Regions from separate parts of the Sus scrofa genome. Here region 2 is linked to region 1. A link is a contact called in public promoter capture Hi-C data. All regions are on one chromosome and are shown on one strand. Each heading gives the region's core, a stretch centred on a gene start, on an enhancer-like site or on the middle of the called end of the contact. The rest is flanking DNA. Distances are from core to core; before and after follow the strand shown.

What was found. Promoter capture Hi-C pulls out the DNA fragments that hold promoters and counts their contacts.
Region 2: a contact with region 1 is called in a promoter capture Hi-C map of fetal liver, with 3 times the contacts expected there. The contact joins the promoter of SLC34A1 here to the promoter of DBN1 in region 1. A contact is called at or near these places in 2 of 5 promoter capture datasets (fetal liver and liver), 24 of 47 Hi-C or Micro-C datasets (alveolar macrophages, blood, brain and 12 more) and 1 of 2 datasets of contacts at active chromatin or transcription factors (skeletal muscle).

What each region holds. Positions count from the first base shown.
Region 1 is chr2:80,477,639-80,484,450 of Sscrofa11.1, reverse strand. DBN1 (drebrin) reads right to left here and starts at 3,848. Exons shown (of 14, transcript XM_021084369.1): 1 at 3,506-3,848. The coding sequence starts at 3,591.
Region 2 is chr2:80,560,333-80,568,087 of Sscrofa11.1, reverse strand. It overlaps SLC34A1 (solute carrier family 34 member 1), which reads left to right and starts at 4,799. Exons shown (of 13, transcript NM_001044623.1): 1 at 4,799-4,858; 2 at 5,765-5,894; 3 at 6,046-6,195; 4 at 6,280-6,408; 5 at 6,480-6,623; 6 at 7,515-7,626; 7 at 7,751-7,755. The coding sequence starts at 5,786.

The sequences.
Region 1 (6,812 bases), core at 2,599-5,098:
ACAGGGACAGGAGGCAGAAAGAGAAGGCAAGACAAGGACGGAAGTGAAGGGATGAAGAGAAAATGCAGGAGCGGGGAGAGAGGAAGACAAGGGGGAGGGAAGGAAAGCGGGAGGAGACAGAGGGAGGGAGGAGGGAGGAAAGGAAAGAGGAAGGAGGGAGGAAGGAGGGCCTGTATCAGGCCCAGCCCCATGAGGTCAGCACAAGTCACTGCGGGAGACAAATGGCCCCCCAGACTCCTCCTTTTCAGGATCCCTCCCTCTTAAAAGGGACACAGGTGGGCTGTGGGGCCGGGAGCTCCTGCTCCAACTGTTGCCCAAGCTCCAGCCCTGGCAGCTGCTTCTCAACACAGCTGTCCCACCACCTGTCCAGCCACCCTCACCCACCACGCAGAACAAAGGGCCCTCAGAGAAGCAGGGTCTGCCCCTCTCCATCCCAGAGATGAGAAACTGAGGCAGAGCTCCAAGATTCTGGGTCCCAGACACTGTCTGGCCGTCACACCTCCCTGGGGTGACTTGTCAGCCTCTCCCAGGCTCTCCAAGGAACCCTGGCTCCTCCCAGGAACACCTGTCCTGCCCCTTCCATTCTTTACTCCCAGCCACTCTTCCCTCCTGCAGCTTTGGCCTTCACCTGGTAAAAACCACAGCTAAGTTCAAAGACTTCAGCAGGACTTCGATGCTGAGCTCCGCCCCACCTGCCTTTCTAGCCAGACTTCTGTATCCACAACAGACATTTGGGTCACACTGGATGGCTCCCTGATTCCCAGCACAGTTCTGGCTCTTTCCCAACCTGGAGCCTTTGCATATGTGGTTCCCTTCACAGGAAGGCCAGACCTGCTTCTCCACCCCATGCCCTCAGGGCCCCAATGCCAGCTCCCCAGGAAGCCCTGCTCTGAGCCACAGCCCCCTAGAGCACTTGCCACACCCCAGCAGAGATGGGAAGAGATCCTGAACCTGCCCCGGATCTCCCTAGACCAGTGCTTCTCAAACTCACTAGAGGTGGCCTAAGCCTTGGGTGGGCGGGAGTTGGTGAAACTGCAAGGAATCAGAATGGGGGAGCCCAGGAATCTACATGTCTCACCATCTCCAACCCCCAGAGACAGACACTGCCCTAGACCGTGAGCTTCGTGGAGGTCTCAGTCTCTCAACACAGAGCACAGAGCAATACCAGCAGGTGTTTGCAATAGTGACACAAACTCTGAGAAACCATCTGGGCCAAATTGGACTGGGGTGAGGTGGGAGCTGGAATGTAGTAGCCCCAGGGAGATCCTGGGGGTCAGCTGAGGATGGGGGGGGCTCTGGGCAGGTGGATTCCTCAGGACAATTGCACTCAGGATGTCAGAACTGGAAGGGCCTTGGGTATCCCAGATATGGCTGCACCCAACCCCCTTTTCAGGAGGACCAGAGAGGAGCAGAGAGCTGTGTGTGGTCATGCAGTGAGTAGGGTCACATCCAGGATACTAGTTCTTCTCACTACACAACCTGACTTCCTGGAGCCCCTGCTCCCAGCACCAGGGCAATGTTCCATTTCTGAGGCCATGGCATCTATGAGCCATCTATCCCTTCAGAGGCAAAGGAAGGGAGGGCAGGGCCAAGCCGCCTCTGTCCAGAGAGCAATTTTACCCCAGATGCCCTCCTCCAGCCTGAGTACAGGGTCTGCCCCTGAGTCTTGAGACCCCACTGTATCCCTGGCTCTGTGCTGGGGGCACTAGTGCCCTATTCTGCAGGATGATCCTCACATCTTTTCTACCAAATGTTTATCTGGGCCCTTGGGAGTGAGCAAATGTGTGTATGTGCGAGGGTGCATGTGTACATCTGTGTGTGTCCCACACACAACCCAGATTGGGGGGGGGTGACGCACGCGAGTGATGAATAATTGGCTTTGGCCACATGGATGCTGCTGTGGGGTGGGAGCCCAAGACTCTGCTGAGCAGGATGTGGGCCAGGAGTGGTTGTGGGAGCTCTGATTTGGGGAGGGTTGGGGGAAATTGGGTGGTGGCAGGCAGCCCCCCAAGACTGGAGAGGAGGGCCTTCTGAAGTGAGCTTGAGAGAGGCACAGCCCATATCCCAAGGCCAGCTCCTCCACCAGGCCAAGCCGGCCACTTGCCCTGAACTCCTCCCATGATCTCAGTCTCCCTGGGGCAGCGCTGGGACAACGGGTGGGCTGCCTGCCCACTTAGCCTGTGCTGGCCTCTTCTGTGACTGACCCGCAGGACACGAGAGCTTGCTTGTCTCTCGAGTCCATCCCTCCGGGCCTGGCCTCCCGCCAGTGCTGCAGTAGCGTGGCATGGACGCCTGGCCATCTTGTCCCCTCCTCCAGCCCCCAGGTCAATGTCCCTACCCTACTGCCCTCTCAGCATGAGGGTGGGGCCAGCCCAAGTGAGGTCCATGAGACCTGCCTTCACTCTGTGACTCAGTTTCCTGCCTGCCATGGGAAGAAGCCTAGGGAACAGAATGGGCACCTTCCCCAGGAGAAGAGTATTTTGGGGGGCTGATGATTTCTGAATGGGGCAATGAGGAACCCTTCGGCTTTCCTGCCACACTGAGGACTCCATCCCCTGAGCAGGTGGTCTATCCCCTCCCATAGCCCAGTGGGAGACAACAGCTGGCACGAGGGGGAGAAGGCAGGCCAGCTCCTCCCCCAGCAGGAAGCTGAGAGCCCCTTGCCACTGGGCCACTGGGTTATGGCTCAGTGGATCTACTCACCCCCTCATCCTTCTCCAGGAACTCCCTCCACATTAGTGCCCCTGGGGTCTTCCTCGCGGGAACCCCACCTGGTTCCCTAGGCAGGCAGTTCAGTCCCTTTGGCATGTCCCAACCCAGCCGCCTGGTCCCTGCAATCCCCATCGGGCTGTGGATCCCTGCCTCCTCGACCCCTGAGGGAACAGGAGTCACTTGGCGGTGGCTATGTGGCAATGAACGTCTTTCCATCACACCCCAACTCTGAGAGGCCCCCCGGTGGGCGGGGCGCCCCGGCCCCCAGCCCGCTCTGCTCCTCCCCCCGCCCTGGCTTTCCTTTGTGCTCTGGCCGGGCCGGGCTGGGCCGGGCAGACTGCACTCGCTCTCATAGCTGGTCCCCGCCCCGTCCCTGCCCGGTCCTTGCCCGCTCGAAGGTGGCGAAGGTGCCCTTGGCCGCCCGGTGCACACCTGTCCCCCGGGTCCGGGGCGGAGGGAAGGGGGCGGGGGATGGCCTCCCGAAGGGCCAGGAGGCCCCGGGCCACACATCTGGACCCTGCGTCTCCCCAGCTCGCGTCCGGCCACCGCTCCCAACGCGCGACTGGGGCCGCCTCCGGGCGCTCGGGGCCGCCGGTGCCCCGCCTGGCCCGCCCGGCCCCTCCCCCGGCGCGCACAAAGGCAGCCCCTCCCCAGCCCTCCCGGGCCGCTGCACCATTTCGGGGTCTCCCCCTCCCTCCCGGCTGCTGGGCGGCGGGGCCGGGTGGAAACAAAGGCGCGGCGGCGGCGGCAGCGCGGGGACAAAGGGGCTGGGGGGCGGGGGCGGGGGGCTCACCAGTCGGCCGAGCTCTCCTCCCGAATCACCTCCTCGTAAGCCGCCAGCAGCTCCAGGCGGTGGCCGCTGAAGCTGACGCCGGCCATGCTGCGGGCCGGACCGAAGCCGAACGGACAGACGCACGGACGGACGGACGGACGGAGAAGGAGGGAGGGAAAGAGGGAGTCGCCGCGCCGCCGCTGCCGCCTCAGAGCCTCTGCAGCGTTGCGAGCTGAGCGAGCCAGCGGCCGGGGGAGGGGAGCCGGCCGGCGGGGGGCGGGGGGCGCTGGCTCCGCCCGGCTCGCTCCCTCCGCGCGCTCGGTCCTAGCGCCGCCCCGGCCCAGCCCAGGGGGAGGCCCGCCCCCCCTTCCCGGCCTGCCTCGGGCGCCCCCACGCCCCTCGCCCGCAGCCCCTGCGCGCCTCGCCCGGGCGGCTCTACCCCTCTGCGCCCGGGGGCTGTCCTTCCCACGTCCCAAACTCTCACCTAGGGTGTTTCCAGCCCGCCTGACGCCCTCACCCCTTTCCCCCAGACGCAAACGCAGCCCGTCCCCACCTCACCAACCCCTTATGCAGGCCCAGCTTCGGTCCCAAATCCACTCCATTCCAATCCGGCCCAGCCCCATTCCGTCCTTAATTGATCTCTACTCCAGCCTCGTCCCCACTCCTGGTCCATCCCAACCTCCCAGCCCTAACCCATTTCATCTGCAGCCCATCCCCACCTCTGAAAGGCCCGTTCCTAATCAATCCTCATCACTGTCCGCTGCCCTGTTCATCTCCACCCCAAATCCAGACCATTTCTTTCCCCTCCCAGCTTCAGCCCCACTCCCAACCCAGTGCTAGACACACACCCCTTACCCATTCATCAGACCCCATCCCTAGCCGCACCCTCCTCCGTCTAGCCTATGCTGTTCCCATTCTGATCCTGTCCCTAACCACATCTCTCCATCCTTACCTCCTAAACCATTCCCCAGCTGCAACCCAGTTTCTTACCTCAGCACTCCCAACCTCTACCCTTTCCTTGCCCCACCCTATGCTGTGCACCCCTCTCTTACCAGCCACCCCCTGAGCCCTCTCAGATGGGGCCAGCCCAGGAAATCCTTTGCCTTCCCTCCCAAGCCTCAGCCCTCCCAGAGGAATCCCAAGTTGGTTCGAGTTCCAGAAGTAGCATCTAACCCCAGATTCCCAGGGCAGGGCTCCTCCAAGGACACTCCAGGGCCAGCCTCCTGACACCTTTATTTCCCAAAGCTCTGAGCACAGGCAACACTGGGGCCTCAGAAGAGTCCTCTGCAGGGAAGTGGGACTGCCAGAGCCTCCTGGAGCATCTCCGCTCCCATCTGAGCTGAGACCCCGAAACCCTCTGCAGCTCTCAGAAGCCTTTACCATCAGCTACAAGGTCTTCCACCCCATCTTCTCAAAGGAGGTGACAGAACCTGAGAAAACTCCTGGTCCAATCTGGAAGGTGGTTGGGCTGGGTCTCTGAGTTCTTAGTTGGGTAACCAGCTGTACCAAGAGAAGGAGGGCATTGTGCATTGGTTTCCAGCAGTGGGTCACAGTGTTTGGGTGTAGGAAAAAGCTCTTAAGATACATCACAGGCCCCTCTGGAGAACTCTATGCACCCATTATGCCCATGGACCCCTGGCCCTGGCAGTTTCTTCGTGGCTCCCACTTGGAGCAGGTCACAGGCAGAGTCACTAAGATTCTGGGGAGAGAGGAGACCCCACAGTGGGGCTGAAGGGTACCTGGGAGAAGGATTTCAGGCCTCAGTCCTTTCCTGCTTCCTTTGACTTATCCCAGCTCAGAACACCTCTCCACCCAAAGCCCCCTCCCCAGCTCACTCAATTTCACATCCAAACAGCAGAAGCCCTACCTGCACGCTCTCCTTTCCTCAAATTCCTGCCTCCCCTAGCCACCTACAGACTCCAGCCACACCCACTCTTACCTCTTTGCCATCTATATTTTTAAATAAACTTTTAATTTTAGAACAGTTTGAAATTCACAGAAAAATTACAAAGATAGTGCAGAGAGTCCCCATATGCCCCATGCCCAGTTTTCTCTATTTTCAGGGCAGCAAGAAGGTTCCCTGCTGGCATTCCCCCAAAAGCCCACTCCTTCTGGTCTTCTTGCCCGTCACCCCTCCACATCCTCATTATCCCATAATTTGTCTATCTATAATCTGTCTTGACCTTCTTGCACTGGCCCTGGCACTGCTCTAGCCAAAGGCACCAGTGACCTCTACAGTGCCAAATTCATTGCCCCTGTTGTGGTCCTGGGTTTCGTCAACCGTTGGGAGCAGGGCAACCACCGATCACTTTCTCCTCTGCAACCCTGCCTCCCATCAACCGCCTGTTGCCCCTGAAACCCACATGCTCAGCCTTGGTGGTGGGTGCTGGGTGTGTCCTTGGAGGCCCTCCCAGGCTTTCATGTCTACCCAGCACTGATCACCCTTCAAGTCTCTCCCAACCCTAGATCTTGAGCCCCCCCTCCCACCCCAAAGAGGGAGGTTGGTCCAATGGCTTCTGGGTCCTCAGATTGGAAGAGCCAAGAGAGAGGGAGGATTCAGATCCAGAAGCTGGTCACTTGCTGTGTGACCTTGGGTAAAATGCTTTCCCTCTCCGAGTTTCCTCTTTGATAATATTGTGAGGGTGAAATGCAAGTGTGGATGAAGGCTTGGGAGTGAGAGAACCCCTTCCTCTTCCTTCTAGAAGCCCCAACCTCCTCCCTCCCACGCCCACCTTCCTGCTCTGTGTTCCTCTCAGGGAAGGCTTCAAGGATGACACATAGGTTTCAGGACTCTTTCAGCACCAGCTGCTGGAGTCTTCTCTGCCCTCACCCTGCCTCTGCAAGTTCCTAGCAAGCACACTTTCAAAAGGTACCCCCTCATCTTTACAGTGTTCATAGCACTTCCCAGGTCTTGCCCCTGGCACCAGGGAACTGGGGCAGGAAGGAGCCACTTTGACCACATTAGCCCTGCTCTCATCTTGCTACCCATGTGACCTTAGTCTGCTTGGCCTTTCTTGTTTCATCTCTATAAAATGGGGATGATAATGATGGTACCTAGCTCACGGGTCTGTTTGAGGATTTAAAACAATATCTAGGAGTTCCCCTTGTGGCTCAGTGGTTAACGAACCTGACTAGTATCTATGAGGATGAGGGTTCGGTCCCCGGCCTCACTCAGTGGGTTAAGGATCTGGCATTGCCATGAACTGTAGTGTAGGCCAGCAGCTACAGCTTTGATTCGACCCCTAGCCTGAGAACCTCCATATGTGGCAGATGCAGCCCTAAAAAGACAGGGAAAAAAAAAGTCTCCAGTGGGGCAGCTGAGCTGGCA
Region 2 (7,755 bases), core at 3,550-6,049, 83 kb before region 1:
TTATTGTCAAACTGTGAGTATTTCAGGAGCAAATGGATCTTAATGGAAAATTGAGGAAACAGGTGGTTGTGCTGCCTTCCACAGCTCACCCCCTTTCTGGACCAAACACCTGCTCTTGGAACCGTTTTCTATTCCATTCAGCAGTCATGCTGCTCTTGGGGAAATTCTTGTCATTAATGTGAGGAAATTCAGTGTCTGTCAGCCTGTCCCACTCACATAGCCAATGTTCCCACCTCCCGCTCCTTCTCATCGCCTTGAAAGCCCCCGGCCTCCTCCAGCACTGTCCTGACTCCGGTCTCCCAGGTCATTAAATCCGCTCTGTTCTCACATTTCCTGACACCTCAGCAGCATTTGGTCATGCTGACCAGGGTGTGTATTTCAAAACATGGGCAACACTGGCTTCTGGGTCATCTGCTTTTCCTCCCGCTCCCTGCTGCACCTCTGGCTTTCCCTTGAGGGCCCCTCTTCCTCTGCCCTCCCTCACATGTAAGTGCACCTCTGGGCTCGGCCAAGGCAACCAAGTCACAATGGGCCCCAAGGCTGTGACAGGATGCTGGTGTTCAGGCTAGGAGGGACAGGTGGGTTTTTTTGGTTGTTTTTTTGTTTGTTTGTTTTTGTTTTTTTGCTTTTTAGGGCCTCACCTGCGGCAAATGTAAGTTCCCAGGCTAGGGGTCGAATCGGAGCTACAGCTGCTGGCCTACCCCACAGCCACAGCAACTCAGGATCCTTAACCCATTGAGCAAGGCCAGGGATCGAACCCTCATCCTCATGGATACTAGTCAGGTTCGTTACTGCTGAGCCACAACTGGAATTTTTTTTTTTTTTTTTTTTTTTTTTAGGGGCAGGTTTTAAAGGGGAGAGGGGTGACAGGATGAGATTGGTGCTTTGAACAGCTAGCTGGCTGCATTTTTGGAGATTGGATTGGGGGAAGCAAGGACAGAAAAGCTATGGCCCTAACCCAGGTGAGAGGTGATGCCTGGACTAGAGAGATGGAGAAGGGATTAGGGAGCACCTGAAAAAGGAGAGTTGGGAGAATTGGGGGATGGATTTGAGATCAGGAGGTGGAGGAGAAGCACATTTCAAAGATGCCTGCTCAGGGAGTTCCCATTGTGGAGCAGCGGAAACAAATCCGACTAGGAACCATGAGGTTGAGGGTTTGATCCCTGGCCTTGCTCAGCGGGTTAAGGATCCGGCGTTGCTGTGAGCTGTGGTGTAGGTCGCAGACGCAGCTCAGATCTGGTGTTGCTGTGGCTCTGGCCTAGGCTGGCGGCTACAGCTGCCATTAGACCCCTAGCCTGGGAACCTCCATATGCCGCTGGTGCGGCCCTAAAAGGACAAAAGACAAAAGACCAAAAAAAAAAAAAAAATGCCTTCTCAGTGTCTGGCTTTGTGTCTGGATCACAAGCTGCTCACTGAGGTTGGAACCAGCAGGAGGCCCCATTCTGGGGAAGGAGCTCGTCGTGTGCTTCAGACCCACAGCTCCAACTGCTCACGCCAGAGGCACCTCAGGCACAGCGGCACAGTTCAGTACAGACAGATCTTGGCATCTTTCCTCCAAAACTGCTTCTCCTCCTGGCTGCCTTTTCTCAGTGTGAGACCTCACCACCAACCTCCCCCACATCCATGCATACGCTCCAGGCTCCTGGCCCAGAGGCCAGGGGGAGGCGGTGGCCAAAGTGCAGGTGAGCAGACAGGGCAGGAGTCACCACTCAGGGAGACACCCAGAGGCTGTCGCGGATGCGGAGGAGGCAGGCGGTGAGCAGGCCTGGGCTGAGAGAATCAGAGGGGCGGAGCCGCCTGGGGATGGAGAGCCACCATCTCCAAGGCTGTCAGGAGTCCCCCAAGGCAACCGTGGTCAGTTCCCAAGTTTTCCACGTTTTTTGCTAGGGCAGTGGCCACCCCACTTGCCACCAAATATCCTCGGAAGTGGTGGGTGTCCACAGCATTTTGCAGTTATATCTTGCGATGCATTTGACTGAAAAATGCCTATCCCGCTAAACCCTGTACTCCATGAGGGCAAGGAAGGCAGGTTTCAAAACTGTCAAAGATCTGAATCTTCTTAAAAAGGAGTTGTTGGAGTTCCCGTTGTGGCTCGGCGGAAACGAATCTGGCGAGTATCCATGAGGATGCAGGTTCTATCCCTGACCTCACTCAGTGGGTTAAGGATCCAGTGTTGCCCTGAGCTGTGAGGTAGTTTGAAGATGCGGCTTGGATCCCGCGTTGCTGTGGCTGTGACATAGGCTGGCAGCTACAGCTCCAATTGGACCCCTAGCTGGGGACCTTCCATATGCCACAGGTGCAGCCCTGAAAGGAAAAAAATAAAAATAAAAAATAAAATAAAATAAAGATGGCAACTCATTTTTAAAAAAGGAGGTGTCATTGTTCTAAACATCACAGCAATGTTTCTCAGAAGCAGGATTGTTTTTATTTTCCTTTTTGCTATGAATGGAGACCTTTCTCGTAAGCACCAAGTGGCTGATTCCCTGCCTTCACTCCCCAGAATCTCCCAGAACAGACGTAAGACCACATGGCTTTATTGTCCAAACCAGGGCACTTTGCAGAGTGAAAGGGAACCCTGAATCAACAGTCATAAATGCAGACTTGGCCGGGCAAGCCAGGACTTATGGTCACTCCACCCCAACCCAATCCCAGCTGTACCTCTGCCCCTCCCTCCTCCTCCCCACCCCTCTCCCCTGTGGGTTCTGTGGCCTAAACTGCTATGACCACAATGTGGTGGCACTGGGATCAAAACCCAGGCTGACCTCTCCTCTGCTTTTAGCCACTTTGACAAAGAGTCAATTGTGAGCTCTATGAGGTAGATAACTCCCCAAAGTTCTGTAAATTAAGCACTCATATTTAAGGTGGAACTATTCAAAAATGTCCATCCTCTTTGATGGAGAAGGCTGGGTCTGAGTGACCCTAAAATGTGTAAGATGTTGCAAAGGGCCATAGCTCAGGGGGTCCTGAGGGATCAAAGGGTGGCTGGTGAACCAGGAGGAGTTGTTGACCCACCACTCCTGAATCTGATAAAATATGTATTATTTTGGCAGCATGTGGAATTTCCCAGGCCAGGGACCAAACTCCCGCCACAGCAGTGACCAGAGCCACAGCAATGATAATGCTGGCCCTTAACCCATTGAGCCATCAGGGAACTCTCCCTACTTTTTTTTTAAGTTTTTTATGCTTTTGATTTTTTTTTATCTGATAAAATCGTGTTTGTGTGTGTGTGTGTGTGTGTGTGTGTGTGTGTATCTTTTCTAGAGCCATACCTGAGGCATATGGAGATTTCCAGGCTAGGGGTCTAACTGGGGCTGTAGCTGCCAGCCTACACCACAAGCCACAGCAACTTGGGATCTGGGCTGCATCTGCAACCTACACCACAGGTCATGGCAACACCAGATCCTTGACCCACTGAGGGAGGCCAGGGATCAAACCCGCCACCTCATGGTTCCTAGTCGGATTCGTTAACTGCTGAGCTACAATGGGAACTCCTGATCTGATAAAATCTTAATCCCTTAGAAGGGGCACCCCCTTCTCATCTCTCTGTGATCATAAGCCCAAACTCAGGCTCCAAGGTCCCAAGAAAGAGAAAAAAGTCTCCTTAACCCTCCTGTCTGGGTTTCAGGAATTCTGCAACAGACCTGTGTCATCATTGGCTTCCTGATCCAGAAACCCAATCATTACATACTTCCTCTTGCTCGCACCCTCCCCTGGCTTCGCTCAGTGGGTTAAGGATCCAGTGTTGCCACAAGCTGCAGCGTAGGTCACAGAGGCAGCTCGGATCTGGTGTTGTTGTGGATGTGGTATAGGCTGGCAGCTGCAGCTCTGATTCAACCCCTAGATGGGGAACTTCCATTTGCCTCGGGTGTGGCCCTAAAAAGGAAAAAGAAAAAAGATACACCAAGTATCCCTAGGATGCATTCTCTCCTCTCCATCCCTCTTCTTTCCACTTTGATTCAGACCTCATCATCTGTCACCTGGACCATCACATCAGCAATCTCTCCTTCCAGACTCACACCTCCCACCCCCTGCCTTTTTATCGGTTATGCCCGAAGTATGTGGAAGTTCCAGGGCCAGGGAATTCTCACCATAGCAGTGACTTGAGCCACTACAGTGACAACACCAGATCCTTAACCTGCTGTGCCACCCTGGACTTGCTCCCTTTGACACATACCACGCCACCCCACCCCCAACCCCAAGACCATTCTAAAGTGCAGACCAGGCCCTGCCCTATCTGGCCAGAGGCTTCACATTCTCCAGGCTCACATCCTGGATCTGTGGTCATGGACGTCCCACAGTTCAGCACAAATAGCCTCTCTGGGTGTGTCTTCTGTTGCTTCCTCCCTCACATTCTCCCTCTTTTCCAAATGCCACTCAAGTCACACAGACAAACCCAGAGACACCCTGATGGAAGGCAAGGCTCAAGGGTGTTTGGGCCATTCCCTGGGGAGCACTGTCAGGCCAAGAATAAGGAAAACGGGCCAGAGCCATGAAATCTCAGGGGACCCTCGGAACAAGGCACCTGAGTGATATTAGGGTCTCTGCCTGGGGGTGTGGGATGCCTCAGTGCTCTCCTTGCTGAATCTGGATCATGGTTCAGGCTGAGTATCTGTGCGGGGGAGGAGAGAGCCTGACCACAGACTCCCCCTTGCAGAGCAGACGATTAGCAATTAACTGGGAGGAATCTAGGGGGTTAGGTTAATCGGGGGAACAGAGGGAGAGCAGCTAGGGTTCTAGGGACTTTGCCCTTGACCCGAGGGTATAAAGGGGAGGGTCCCAGGTTCCCTCCTGGTCCCTCCCAGCCCTTCCTAGGGCTTCCCTGAGCAGCTGAACAGGAGCTGAAACACAGAACACCAAGGTGAGTCCAGGGTCCCCACATCCTAAACCCATCCCCAACACTTAGGTGGAAACAAGCCCCTCACCTCTGTCCTCACCATGCCTCCGTCCCTGTCCCCTACCACATCTTAGTCCCATCCAAGCCTGGCTCACTCCCCCAGAGTGAAAAGGACTCATGCTCTTCCAGGGCCCGGCATTCAGCTCTGCATACCTGCCCCCAATCCTAATAGCCAGGACCCTTGGAATAATGTTGGGGTGGAGGGAGGAGGTCCTGAAGCAGACTGGGGCACTCCCACCTCAATAGCAGAGAACTCCTGGGGCAGTTCAGGAGGGCCTAAGGCAAGCCGAGGTCTTCCCAGACTTGGGGACAGGGTGAGGGTTCTGCTTAATTAAACCAGTCCTGGTCTGAGCCTCATTCATGGCAAAAAGATCACCAACATTTTTTTATTGCTTGGGGGTGGGAATGGATGGGGAAAGCACTTCACTTGTGAGGGTGAATCTCTTGGCCCCAGGAAGCACTCTGGTGGCACCTGTATCTGTCATTAGGACACTTGTTCCCATTGTCATGTTCCATCTATCTGAGAGCTTATTTCATTGACATGTGTCTCCCCACTAGACACTGAGCTTCATGGGGGCAGAGCTGCATCTGTATTAGCCAGCTGTACCCTGGCGTTGAGCTCAGTGCCTGAGATAGAGTAAATAAATACTTGCTGAATGAATGAATGAACGAACGAATGACTGAATGAACGAATCCCCAAATGTGTGACAACCACCTGAGTGTGCTTTTCTGGGTGTGTATTTGGGATCACACACCATGGGTGTTTGTGCACATGAGTGAATGGGTGTGTGGATGTGGGGGGGAATGGCTGTGTGTGTGTGTTTCTGTGACACAGCAGTTGTCATTCAGTTTGGGCCCCCTGATGTGCAGGGCCCACAGAGTGTACCCAGGATGATGTCCTACGGAGAGAGGCTGGGGGGCCCGGCTATCTCCCCGCTCCCAGTCCGCGGGGGGCACATGATGCGTGGGGCGACCTTTGCCTACGTGCCCAGCCCGCAGGGTGAGTGCTATTCCTACTCTGAGTCCCTGCCTGCCCTTGATTGGTCGCCCACATCCCGGGTGAGGCCTCCTCTCTCCCCCCCACCCCCCCTCCCCCCTCCTCCGAAGTGACACGGGGCCTCAGGAAGTTCGTGACCGGCCTCCCTCCCCAGTCCTGCACAGGATCCCAGGGACCTCAGCCTATGCCTTCCCCAGCCTGGGCCCTGTGGCCCTCACCGAGCACGGCTGCTCCTATGGGGAGGTTCTGGAGCGCCATGACCCGCTGCCCTCCAAGCTGGCCCTGGAGGAGGAACAGAAGCCAGGTGGGCCTGGGTGAGGGGGGAAGGTGGGCCGCCAGTCACTGACTCAGACTTTGGCCACTGTGCTCACTGCTGGCCTGTCTCCAGAGCCAGGGTTGGCCCAGAAGCTGCGCCAGGCTGGCTCAATGCTCCTCAAGGTGCCGCTGATGCTTGCCTTCCTCTACCTCTTTGTCTGCTCCCTGGACGTGCTCAGCTCAGCCTTCCAGCTGGCTGGAGGTAGGGTGGTGGTGGGGGGACCAGGGAAGGGATCTGAAGAGTCTCGGAAAATGCTGCCTCATGTTCCCCAGGAAAGGTGGCTGGCGACATCTTCAAGGACAACGCCATCCTGTCCAACCCAGTAGCAGGGCTGGTGGTGGGGATCCTAGTGACCGTGCTGGTGCAGAGCTCCAGCACCTCCACATCCATCATTGTCAGCATGGTCTCCTCTGGCTGTGAGTTGGCCCACCAGGGCCAGGGAAAGAGGGAGGGGGCTGGGATGGGAAGGGCAGGAGTGGGAACAGGGGGCCAAAGGGCAATGGGCAGCTCTGGCATCTTGCACTCCATCCTCCAAAGCATGGCCTGGAATCTCAGCCAGGAGGAGATATCCCAGGAGCTGGGAAGAATGGCTGATTAGGAACAGAGCCTCAGGAGGGCACACTTTCATGTCACCACACAGTAGCTCATTCCATCCATCAGGGGAACAGAACCAGAGAAACCAAAGCTGCAGGAAGCACATACAGATCTATGACTTATTGCAAGAAATTGGCTTACTTGATTGTGAGGCTGGCTGGGCAAGTCTAAAATCTGTAGTGCAGGTTGTCAGCAAGGGCAAGCTGAGACTCCTGGGCAGAAACTGCTGTTTCAGTGCACAGCTGGAACTTTTTCTTGCCTAAGGAAGCCTCAGTTTTACTCTGAAGGCCTTTAGTCTTATTGGATGAGGCCCACCCAGATTACTGAGGTTGATCTCCTTCCCTAAAGTCAATCAACAGTTGAGGCAAATCACATGTGCACAATTCCTTCCCAGCAACATCTAGATTCGTGTTGGATTGAATTACTGGGCACTAGCTAAGCTGACACATGAGCACACACAAGCACATTTGCATATTATTTGCATATACGACCCATGCCCTCGTGGACACATACCCACGCACACGTTTACACATATGCAGGTGCAGTGTATGTATACTGGCTCACAAGCATGCACACACATAAACACACAGCCGCAGAGGCCAAGGCTGGGCAGAGTCATGGGCCTGGATGTGGGTAGGGGTTCTGGCAGGAGGGGTGGGGCAGGAGGTGGGTAGTCCCTGAACAGTTAGCTAGGAGGCACGCTCTTCTATCAGTGCTGGAGGTGAGCTCTGCCATCCCCATCATCATGGGCTCCAACATCGGCACCTCGGTCACCAACACCATCGTGGCCCTGATGCAGGCGGGGGACAGGACTGACTTCCGGCGGTAAGAGGGTAGAGCGGTGAGGGGCCTGTCCTTGTAGGAGGAGGGTGGTCCCACAGGCCAGGAGCCCCCAGGCTGAGCACATCCTGGCTCTGAGCCTATCCTGCAACACGGCCTCCCTGCCCAGGGCCT